Regions from separate parts of the Podarcis muralis genome. Here region 2 is linked to region 1. A link is a contact called in public Hi-C data. All regions are on one chromosome and are shown on one strand. Each heading gives the region's core, a stretch centred on a gene start, on an enhancer-like site or on the middle of the called end of the contact. The rest is flanking DNA. Distances are from core to core; before and after follow the strand shown. Region 1 holds the start of ACOX3 (acyl-CoA oxidase 3, pristanoyl). Region 2 holds the start of FBXL5 (F-box and leucine rich repeat protein 5).

Region 1 (5,568 bases), core at 811-3,310:
TCATGGGTTTGTACCAATGGCAAAAAAGTTACGGTCCCATTAAATATATCTGTAAATATTTTACAACAGTAGGTTTTATTTACCTTTGGGAAACAGAGTAGTGTTTCAGACTTACGTAGCATACATCATATTGCTGCAACCTTTACAATAACATTGTAAGCAGGCCAGCATTATACTGCATCATATTGCAGCATTATATTGCATCACATTGCTGCAACCTTTACAATAACATTGTAAGCAGGCCAACACCCTATTGTGGATGGCTGTGAAGGCTCTTGCCATTTGATGCTCAAGCCCTTTCCTAGCAAGGCCCAATGCTTAATTTCCCACCTGCGTTGAACATAGAAATACACAGTGCTGCTAGTTAGCGGAGCCACACTGACACAAGGAAGCCATTGCCTATGCAGTGGTAACTCTGGTTACATACTTAATTCGTTCCGGAGGTGCATTCTTAACCTGAAGCACCACTTTAGCTAATGGGGCCTCCCGCTGCCGCCGCCATGCAATTTCTGTTCTCATCCTGAAGCAAAGTTCTTAACCTGAGGTACTATTTCTGGGTTAGCGGAGTCTGTAACCTGAAGCGCATGTAACCTGAGGTACCACTGTAGTAATAAGGTGTCTCTGCCCACCAAGATCAAGCACATAGCTGATTTTTGAATTTACTGACTTTCTCTCTCTCTCTCTCTGTGTGTGTGTGTGTGTGAGAGAGAGAGAGAGAGAGAGATATACATATCCAATACTTTTCATTTTTGATGTTCTGAATGTTTTCTCTTTGCTTTGGGCCACTTTGGACAAAGCTAGGGCTCACCCAAACTTCCGCTTGCCACATTGCTTCCACCCGCCCCAAGAAACCCGCTTTTTACCGCTGAATCAGAGCAAACGTCAACTGGATTTTCTGCGGATGGACGACTGCTCCCAATTCAGCAGCAAAGAGCAAGTTTTCCTGGGGGAAGTGGTGGGCCAAACGGGAAACTGCTCAGACCTGTGCTTTCTAGGCACAGGCCAAGTGGAACTGTGGACAAGCCCTTAGGGTTCTCCGCTTGCTCCTCACAAAGTGGCTCCTGTATACCTGAAGGAACGTCTCTGCCCCCATCATCCAGCCCGGACACTGAGGTCCCTCGCTGAGAGGAGTGAGGTTACAGGGAACTAGGCAGAGGGCCTTCTCGGTGGTGGCGCCTGCCCTGTGGAACGCCCTCCCAGCAGATGTCAATAAACAACTATTTTACTTTTAAAAGACAACTGAAGGCGGCCCTGTTAAGGGAAGCTTTTAATGTCTGATGCTGTATTGTTTTTAACACTCGATTGGAAGCTGCCCAGATGGGCGGGGTATAAATAATAAATTATTATTATCATTATTATTAGCCTCCCATGGCGGAAAATCTGACTGCCCCTCAACCCGCCCAAGGTCCGAGCTCGCTCTGGGAAGCCGCAGCCGGCGCGAGGCAGGGCCGAAGCGGCCGCCCCGATCCCTCCCTCTCCTCCTCCCGCCCCGCAGTCACCTTTGACGACCATCTCCCTGGCGGGCGCGGGAGGGCAAGCCTTGGGCACGAGCGTCCGGAGCACCACCTCCAGCTCCTCCTCGGCGGGGCCGGCGAGGCCCAGGCCTTCGAAGTCCTCGCGGCAGCAGCGGCAGAAGGCCTCGCACGCGGCCTCCAGCGCCCGCCTGCCGGGGCTCCCCTCCCCGCCTGCCCCGGGCCGAGCGGCCCGCCAAGCCCCGTCCTGCCGAGCGCCGCACAGCCGCTTGTTGGCCACCTGGGGCTTCTCCAGCCACACGCCCACCGCCGCCCAGAAGCCCCCCGGGAGCAGCGCCGAGTCCCGCAGGGAGGCCTCCGCCAGCAGCTCCATGGCGGCCGGCGCGGGTTGACGACGTCACATCCGGCCAAGGAGCTGTCCCCGCCCCGCTCTTCCGCTCCTTCTCACCCAGAGAGCTATGAAAAAGGGCAAGAGCGGCGCGCTTTCCTTGCTCGTGGGGATATTCCGGGAGGAGTCGCTTGCAAGAGATAAGAAACCTCTTCCCCTTGGCGCCATTTGGAGGAAGTCATAGCAACATAGCATTGGAAGGGATCTTCAGAGGTCATCTAGCCCAACCCCCGGCCAAGGCAGGAATCTGAACCAAAGCATCCACGGCAGGTGGCCACCCAACAACCAGGGGGCAAGGCAGGATTTCCATGTAACTTCACGGCGGCTGCAAAGCTTTCACCGCGGGAGAAAAGGCAGCCGCAGGTGCGGAAGTCCCGCGATTCTCCGCGCCGCAAACCGCCCTGGGATCTTGGGGCGAGAGGCGGCGTCTCGTAAGTTCAAACACGAATTGAGACCCATCAGAGGCCGATGATTAGCCCGGGCGCGCTGCAGGAAGCCCGTTCCTTCCGGGGCTGGCTTGGATGCGCGCCCCTCGGGGCTCCGCGGGAGGCGGCGCTGGCGCTTCTGCGCGCGTCCTGCGAGAGGGTGGGGCGCGTTTCCCTGCGCGCGTGCGGGGCGGGGCGCGGAGCGAAGTCTGTCGCCGTCGGGGAAGGTGCGCAGCGCGGCGACCTCGCCTTTTCCGCGACCGTGGAGAGACGGTGGGTGCGGGTGCGTCAAGCCCCGGGGGAGTCGGCAGGGGCCTCCCATCCTCTTTCCCCTTCGCGCAGAAAACGGCGCCTCCCCCCCCCCCCCGCCTCGCCTCCCGCTCACTTGCGCCACTCGCCGCAAGATCCCCTCGGGGAAGGCGGAGGGGCGCAAACGCGTCGCTGGAAAAGGAGCCCCGGCTGGCTGCTGCGCCGGTGCTCCGCGGGGGCTGGAGGGCCGCCCTGCGCGCCTTGGCCGGGGAAGCGCCCTTGCCCGGAGTGGGAGCTGCTTGCCCAACGAACCTGTCCGATTGCGCAGTCCGTGGAAGTTGGACTGGGGCGCTGCCTTGCATAACTAGCGATTAGCTGCTTATGAAAGCAATGGCATGAGAGGCAGTGGACGTGTCAACAGGCCCATAAACCAGCTGCTCCTTCTTGTATCTAAACACCCCTTGTAGCTTTCTTTGTGCAGGGTCGAAGTTTATTTGCATTGACCAAAGACCAGTGGCGTAGCGTGGGTTGTCAGTACCTGGGGCAAGGCAAGTAATTTGCACCCCCTAACCCGTGGATTTGCGCACCCTAACCCTAACCCCCAGATGTTGCGCCCGGTGCGGCCGGCCCCCCCTGCACCCCCCACGCTACGCCACTGCCAAAGACAGTTCCCGTATCCAGTCAGAGAGAAAAGGGAAAGTTTTTAGCAGCAGCAACCTCTCTTTTAAAGGTAAAGGGACCCCTGACCATTAGGTCCAGTTGTGACCGACTCTGGGGTTGGGGCACTCATCTCACTTTACTGGCCAAGGGAGCCAGTGTACAGCTTCCGGGTCATGTGGCCAGCAGGACTAAGCCGCTTCTGGCGAACCAGAGCAGTGCATGGAAACACTGTTTTCCTTCCCACCGGAGCGGTACCTATTTATCTACTTGCACTTTGACGTGCTTTCGAACTGCTAGGTTGGCAGGAGCAGGGACCGAGCAACAGGAGCTCACCCCGTCGCGGGGATTCGAACCGCTGATCGGCAAGTCCTAGGCTCTGTGGTTTAACCCACAGCACCAGGAGCTGTTAATGTACACTGAGAGGATGGTCTACGCTGGCTCTGTTATCCTCTGCACAAGTAATTTTTGAAGGATTTCTTCTTTTTTGAAAAGGCATTTGTTTTGAATGTTTTTTGGGTTTGCTTACAGAACATTGCATGTTAAGATGGCATCTGTCAGTGATCGGGAAAAGGTCAGCTCTTGGAACACTTTGGTGCTCCCAGACCTCCCCAGTGGACCGCTGGATGCCTACCGGAAGAAAGCATCCTTCAACTGGAAAGAGATGACACTCTTCGTAGAGGAAGAAGATCTGCTCCGTTTTAAAGTAAGGCTTAGAATAATATTTCTTTAAAAACGATGTTGCAAATTAAACACAATCTGCCATAACCCCCCTTAAAGTATCCAATATGTACCATTAAATTCTGGTTCCTGTGAGGCCTGTCTGGCCAAGGGATTCACATGGCCAGGGACCTTTTCTTAGGTCAAGAGAGCCATGATCCTTGATAAACAGGGATTTGAGGTGTTTTTGTTTTTGTCAGTGTAAATGGCCGTCCAGTAAGTTACTTTACATTTTGATGTTCATGCTTAAAGGGTTTTCCATCTAGAACTGGGTAAAAACAATATTCTCAAAAATATTGGAAGAGAGCCAGTGTGGTGTAGTGGTTAAGAGCGGTAGACTCGTAATCTGGGGAACCGGGTTCGCGTCTCCGCTCCTCCTCATGCAGCTGCATGAAGTCTCTCAGCCCCACTCACCTCACAGAGTGTTTGTTGTGAGCGAGGAAGGGAAAGGAGAATGTTAGCCGCTTTGAGACTCCTTCGGGTAGTGATAAAGCGGGATATCAAATCCAAACTCTTCTTCTTTTGAGGAGGGGATAGATTTCTTTTGTATTGTGTTTTTGATCTGGAGGAAAACCACACAATTATATTAGTATAAAATTGAAATTATGCACTTCTCTATCAGATCCAAACTTCTACTACTTTTAGTGCAGTACATGAAATGCAATATCTATAATAATGATTCAAAGAGCTTTTAATCAGTGAGGCAATATTTGGCTGTGAACTTATTTAGTAATATTTCTTGTCAGGTAGTTGACATTTATTAAGTTTTAAAGTGCTTCCTGATAGTCCTTGTACATTTCTTATGGCATAGGGAAATGACTAAATGTGTTAATATATAAAATATGAAAACTTCAATTCAATGATAAATTCAAATCTGACGTTCAACTATTCTGATGTGTTTCTTCCATGAAGAACAGAATATTCTCAGCTCTTGAAAATGACCCTCTCTTTGCTCGTCACACTGGAGAAGAATTACCTCTTGAGAAATACCGTGAACTAACCTTCCTCCGCTGTAGGAAACTCTTTGAATATGATTTTCTACGGCTAGAAGACATAATTGAGAAACCATTAAAAGTTGTAGCGCTGATTACTTGCCTGGGGATGTATGACTGGTCTCTAGGAGCCAAATATTTGCTAAATTCCCAGGTATGTACAATGCAGGTGTAAGCTCTTTTATAGATTTCCTTAAAGACTCAAGCCTACTAGCAAAGCATTCCATTTTTATTTTGGATAAATATTTTTGGAGATTGCATCTGAGCTGCTCTATGTACGCTTTTGATTTAGAGGCTATAGTGGCTTGACACTTTTTTCACGTGGTAATTGTAGTGAAAACTTCATTGCTTGAACATACACCCTCCACAATAGTCTATTGATATTTGTTTTTAATTTCTTTTTGCTTTTAAATTGCTTTTCACTTATTATTATGTCACTTATTATTACAGTCATACCTCTAGTTGCGTTCGCTTCATGTTGTGGATTTTGGGGTTGCGAACGTGGCAAACCCGGAAGTGTATACACAGCGTTCTGTGCGCTTCGCCCATGTGCAGAAGCGCTCTATTGCACTCCGCACTTGCGCAGAAGCGCCACTCTAGTTGCGGACTTTTTGGGGTGCGAATGGCACCCCGAAACGGATCGTGTCCGCAACTAGAGGTACCAC
Region 2 (5,568 bases), core at 964-3,463, 130 kb after region 1:
AGCGAGCGGCGATGGGATGTGGGAGGGAGCTCGCTCGCCGCCCCGCGTGTGCTCGCCGCCGCCGCCCCGCCTCTCGCCGCCCGACTCGCCCGCCTCCCTCCCACGGAACACAAGGCAACGTTCCGCGGCACACTAGTGTGCCGCGGAACACCGGTTGGGAAACACTGCAATAGGGAAGCTATGTAAGGACTCTATATGGGCTCTTGGATACCCCATAAGGGAAGAAGGGCAATTTTTGTTTACAACACCTTCCAAAGGAAACACAAACCCTGGGTAAGCTCCTGGAACCTCGTATCACACAGTGGTGTCCAGCAGATTTGAATCATTCGCCTTTAGATTTCATAGCAAAGTAGGATTATATAGTTTAATTTAAAGTTTAATTATGGATGTGTGAAAAGCTGGTTTGGCACCATTTCTAAAACTCCCCAAAGCTACTGGCTTTATCGTTAAGGCCTTGGTATAGTAAAGTGATGGCAGCGGTTGGAGGAATCAGTAGTTTGGATAAAAGCTGGTTCTCCCCATATAAGACCACAGAGCAGTGGAGTGTCTCTCCACATTTGGTGGGGTTCTGAAGAGCGGGGTTGGGGGAACCTGTGACCCACCAGCTGTTGCTGGATTGCCCCTCTCCTTCCTACTTCTGAGTGACCACTGGAGATGCTGGAGGTGGGGGTGCAATAGGCTTGCCACCCCCTGCAGACACTATTATTTCAGCCTTGCTCTGACCTCCCACCTTCTAGAGTACTTTGCAGTACTATGTTGTGATCCATTTTTCTCTCTCCAAGTCTCAGATCTCCAATCTGGAATATGAGGATAACTTTGTTGCTATGTTATGTATTGTTAAGGAAAAATCTAGGTGTGAGGCTGCTCAGTCCCCCAGGTGGTCAGGCAGAGCCCGCGGGTCCCTGCGGAATAAAGGAAGGAGTCCAGCCAACCGGAGCAAATAGCTGTAGACCAAAGTTTATTGCGCAATAGGTTCAAAGAGCAAATTTTGAACCCCGAGGATGGGGTGACAAAGACTTTTAAAACTTTCCTGCCACATCCCAGAATACAGTTCGAAGGGGAGGGGTTAACCTTGGCAAACATGTCCAGATAAGTCCTTGGTACAAGATTGGCATAAGCAGACATGGGAGGGCAAGGCTCAGGTATAAGATTAGCATAGACAAATAGGTCTTAAGTACCCACCACCCAAAAGTACAATAGAAGTTCCTTTGCATGTCTGGAGCCTGAGGCGAGTCAGGTGATGAGATTGGGCTTCCTTTGGCTAACAATGAGCCCAGCAATTTTCACCTCTGGGAACTTCCTGGAGTCCTTTTGCCTGGGGGAAAATAACTTTGGAATGGGGGGAACTGGGAAAGGAGATGATTTTATATTATTTTTAAAGTTAGGTGACTTCCCTGAGCTATCAAGTTGGAAGGATATATTCAGGCATAATATTTGTAATATTTAACTTTAAAGATGTGCCCCCCCTGTAATTTCTGTAACATGTATTCCGTGTTTTTATATCGTAAACCGCTTTGTGATCTTCCCATGAAGGGGTGGTATGTAAATTTAATAGATAAAAATAAAACAATAGCTACACGAAAAACTTAAGCCCCCAAGTGGAAAATGAGCGAGGTCCCAAGGAGAGAAGGATGGCAACCTAAGCTGATGGAATATGCGCAGCTTGCCGACTTAACACATAGAATAAGGGAACAGGAAGAAAGTGCGTTTAAAGAAGATTGGAAAATGTTGGACTATATGGGGGGAATTATTTACACCTGGAAATGTTGGCAGCATTAAGATAAATTCAACAGTGCAAATAAGTTTTGATGGAGGTAATAATGAATGGTATAGTTTATATAAAATATGCAGGGATTTATGATATGCAAAATGAACCATGATATCTTAAGGATGTTTAAATGAATATTCTAAATTGTAAAACAGAAAATTTAATAAAAATGATATATTTTAAAAAAGAAACCCCAAACTTAAATGTTTGACCACAAAATGAAAACTGATCTCGGAAGAGCTGGAACTTCTCTGTTCACTGGGGTGTGGATGTAGATCCCTGGTTTGATTTCTTCCGAGTTCTGCCCTGGGAGACATTGAAACAAACAAGGGGAGCGGGGGGGAGGCTCCTCCATGACACACCCGGAAGCGGCCTATCCAGTCCGCGCGTCTCCTCTACCCTCCGCAGCTCTCGGGTTTGTCCTTCGCGCACGTGACTCGGCGGGTGGAAGCGAGGCGCAGGCGCAGAAGGGGCAGCGTCTCTGGCCGCGGCTGCCGAGCGAGAGCGCCTGGTCTCTCTCTGTCTCTCTCTATATATATGGGGGAGAGAAGATGGCTCCCTTCCCTGAGGAGGTGGATGTTTTCACGGCCCCGCACTGGCGGATGAAGCAGCTCGTCGGGCTTTATTGTGACAAGGTAGGAGGGGGGAGCTTTCTGAGGGGGGAGACGCGCCGGCCATAGCCGTGAAGGGGGGGCGCGAGGTGGTCGCGCGCCCCTCGTTACGTGAGGCGCCGGGACACGCCCCTCGGCCCCCTCAGGCCTCGCGCGGCCGGCGTCCGTTTGCTGCGTGAGAGGGGATGCGCGCGCACCCTCGGGGGAGCCGGAGGAGGGAGGGGCGCCTGCGCAGCTGCCACCGCCTGGCGCGCGCCGTGACTCCTCTCGGCCACCGTCGTCCCCCCCCCCCCCAGCGCCACCTTCCTCCGCTTGCAGGTTCCCCCTCTTTCTTCCCCGTTTTTTTTTTGCGCTTGGTTGCGATCCCCTTTCCCTCGCAGGGCTCTGTCGCCGGCTGCGCTTCCTTCCCCGTCTTAGCGGAGACGTGACGCAGCTTCTCCGCTGCTGCTGGTGGTATCTCGGATGAGGCCTTCTTGCCACACGTGTGCACGCACGCACGCGTGTCCCTGGCTTAAGAATCTTTTCCAAAGGCAGCCCCCCCCCCCAATGAAGCGCGGCCTAAGTGCCTTAGGCGCCGACTTTCCCTTCTCCACCCCCCTCCGCCACTGCGATTCCCAGCTAGGCTGCTACATGAAGGCGGAAACTCTGCAGAAGACGTTATTGGACTTTCGATGACATGAACCATGCGTGTCAAATATGGACAAAGAAAAGCTCGTTCAGAAATCCAAATGTCAAAAAACATAGGTGGTTGGCGCCCCTCTGTGCGCCTCCAGGGTTGAGGTCAAACTCTAGAAGAGTTACAGTGCCTGCTGTGACTGTAGAGACATTGGCATTTCTTTTCTCTGCGCTTCCCCCAGCAGTCCTCCCTCCTCCGGTCACTGCTGTGGATGAACAAGGATTCCCACATGATGAGGTTAATGTTGCCAGCCTTCATGTCACATTTGCAATGCAGAGTTGGTGTGTCAGCAGGCGCAACTTAAAGGCAGATTTTATCTCCCTGTATCATTTTAGAGTGCATGTTCCTTGAAGCAGGTGTCTTTGCTTTTTAAGTTGGCAGCTTAACAAGTAAGGGAGAGGAAGGAAATGCAGAGATCGCAGGGGCCGGAGATAATGTATTGCTCAATGTATTTTGGTTATTACAGCTTCCTGATGGCATGTTTGGCTTGACCCAGTCAGTTTAGCCAATGATTAGGGGTTATGGGAGTTGTAATCCCAACAAGCTTTAAAAGCTCAAGGTTGAAGCAAGGTGGTCTAGCACACTCTGTAAAATAGGCAGTCCACACTGTGAATGGGGAGCATAACTGATTTACCTGGCAGCTGCACACCCCTCTTCCCTCAAAAGTAATTTGCAACTACAGTGGTACCTCTGGATATGAACGGGATCCGTTCCAGAGCCCCGTTCGCATCTAGAAGCAAACGTAACTAGCGACGGCACATCTGCGCATGCACGCGTCGTTTTTCGCCACTTTTGCGCATGCGCGTGGCGTCATTTTGACCGTCTGTGCATGCGCAAGTGGCCAAACCCGGAAGTAACGCGTTCCGTTACTTCCAGGTTGCCATGGAGCGCAACTCGAACGCGCTCAACCCGAAGCGCAATCAACCCGAGGTATGACTATACAATTCTTGTTAGCAGTTTTTTCCACATAGCAATGCAGATTTTGATTATTGATTATTGTGCCTTTATTTCAAGTTGCCAGTAAAGAATAACTTAAAACAATATAAACTGTAGGTTTCAGGTGGGTACTATCAAACTGTAGGGCAGGGCACATTCCAGGCTTGCAAGACTTACTTTTTCACTAGATTCCTGAGGCCTAGTAAGTGGAGAGAGGTACAAAATACAGGTACTTAGAATTAAATCTCAGTTCGTGAGCGGTTTTTTTGAACCAGAACTGAATTGAACTCACACACCTTCCAATACACAAATATCCATTTCTGTGTATGCCTCTTCTCCACCCTTCTTCATGTCAGTAGCATAATTGTTGCCATTGTTAATTATCTGGGAGTAAGAAAGACTTGATCTATTTCAGGTCACTCCCACATGTACAGGTATATCCTGATCTACCTCCCCACACCCTGCCCCTGCTCTACTTCAGGAAAGCCTTTGTAGAAAAGAGCAGCTCAGGGTAAACTTTATTTGCAGTTTAATTTATTTTTTTCAGGTGAGGGGCCATTTTACTTGGCCATATGCATGTCAAATACACAAAATTTACTGAATATGATCACATGTAGTGTGTGTTGCTATAGTACAGCTCTCAACCCCCAGAGCCCACTTGACTGAAAAATATTGAGGCCCAACAAGATGGTGGTGCAGGGCAAATGGTGGCAGATGGAAGCGAGGTTTAACAAAATCAACATGCAGTTATGGACATCATTTCCCACTGATATTTAATCCAACTTTTGAATTTGCTTTTTTTTGGTCACATTTCCTTGTGGCAAGAAGTTCCGTAGATCAGCTTTTCTCAGGCTAAGTACAGACATTTTCTCTGAAGGGACTGTGACTCAGCCTCTGCGTTTGAGGTAGAACTTCCTGATCCAGAAGCTTCTAGTAGAATCATTTTCTTCAGCCATGGATATTTCATTTTGTTTTTGTTTGTAGACAGGCTTCACTGTCTAAATATTATGATACTGTAGTTAGAAGTTAACATGGTGTACTGGTCATATTTACACTGTTATTTTGGTATTATATGAAAAGTGTCTGTGGGAAACTTGATCTAAATTAGTGGTTTAAATTTGCCTCCCCCCCCCCCCCGGTGTTTTAAATCACCACCTTGCCCCTGCACTATCCTCTTAAGTTATGACGTTTGTTGCTGCCAGTACTAAGGTCACTATCAATGTGGGTTGATATTTTCCTTTGTTTTCCTTTGCGTCATTTGATGAAATATGGGAGTGGAAAGAAGAGAGGAGGAGGAGGTCCTCTGAAATTCTTAGTCTTTAATTAGTGCCTTTGCGGGGCTTACACAGTTATGTCAGAACATGCTACATAATCTCTGAAATAAACCTTTGACCTTAATTGTGTTGTTTGCAATTTGCGAAAGGATTTCTCTATCTTCTTCTTCTCCCTCACCCAGTGTGGGTGCCAGTTGAGAAACAAGAGTGCTGGATACTAGTGGCAGAGTTGGCATTGATCCCTACTTTGGGGGTCCCAAGGCGGGAAGAAGTCTTTGTTGTCTGGCCAGATGTTCCTGGTCT

Evidence for each region. Hi-C and Micro-C count contacts between places; a contact is called where the count stands out from the background.
Region 2: a contact with region 1 is called in a Hi-C map of tail, with 2.5 times the contacts expected there. The contact joins the promoter of FBXL5 here to the promoter of ACOX3 in region 1. A contact is called at or near these places in 2 of 3 Hi-C or Micro-C datasets (blood and tail).

Annotation. Positions count from the first base shown.
Region 1 is chr9:78,524,095-78,529,662 of rPodMur119.hap1.1, forward strand. It overlaps ACOX3 (acyl-CoA oxidase 3, pristanoyl), which reads left to right and starts at 2,061. Exons shown (of 18, transcript XM_028742998.2): 1 at 2,061-2,223; 2 at 3,723-3,897; 3 at 4,824-5,057. The coding sequence starts at 3,739. TRMT44 (tRNA methyltransferase 44 homolog) reads right to left here and starts at 2,037. Exons shown (of 11, transcript XM_077934519.1): 1 at 1,921-2,037; 2 at 1-49.
Region 2 is chr9:78,652,953-78,658,520 of rPodMur119.hap1.1, forward strand. FBXL5 (F-box and leucine rich repeat protein 5) reads left to right here and starts at 2,214. Exons shown (of 11, transcript XM_028743241.2): 1 at 2,214-2,403. The coding sequence starts at 2,320.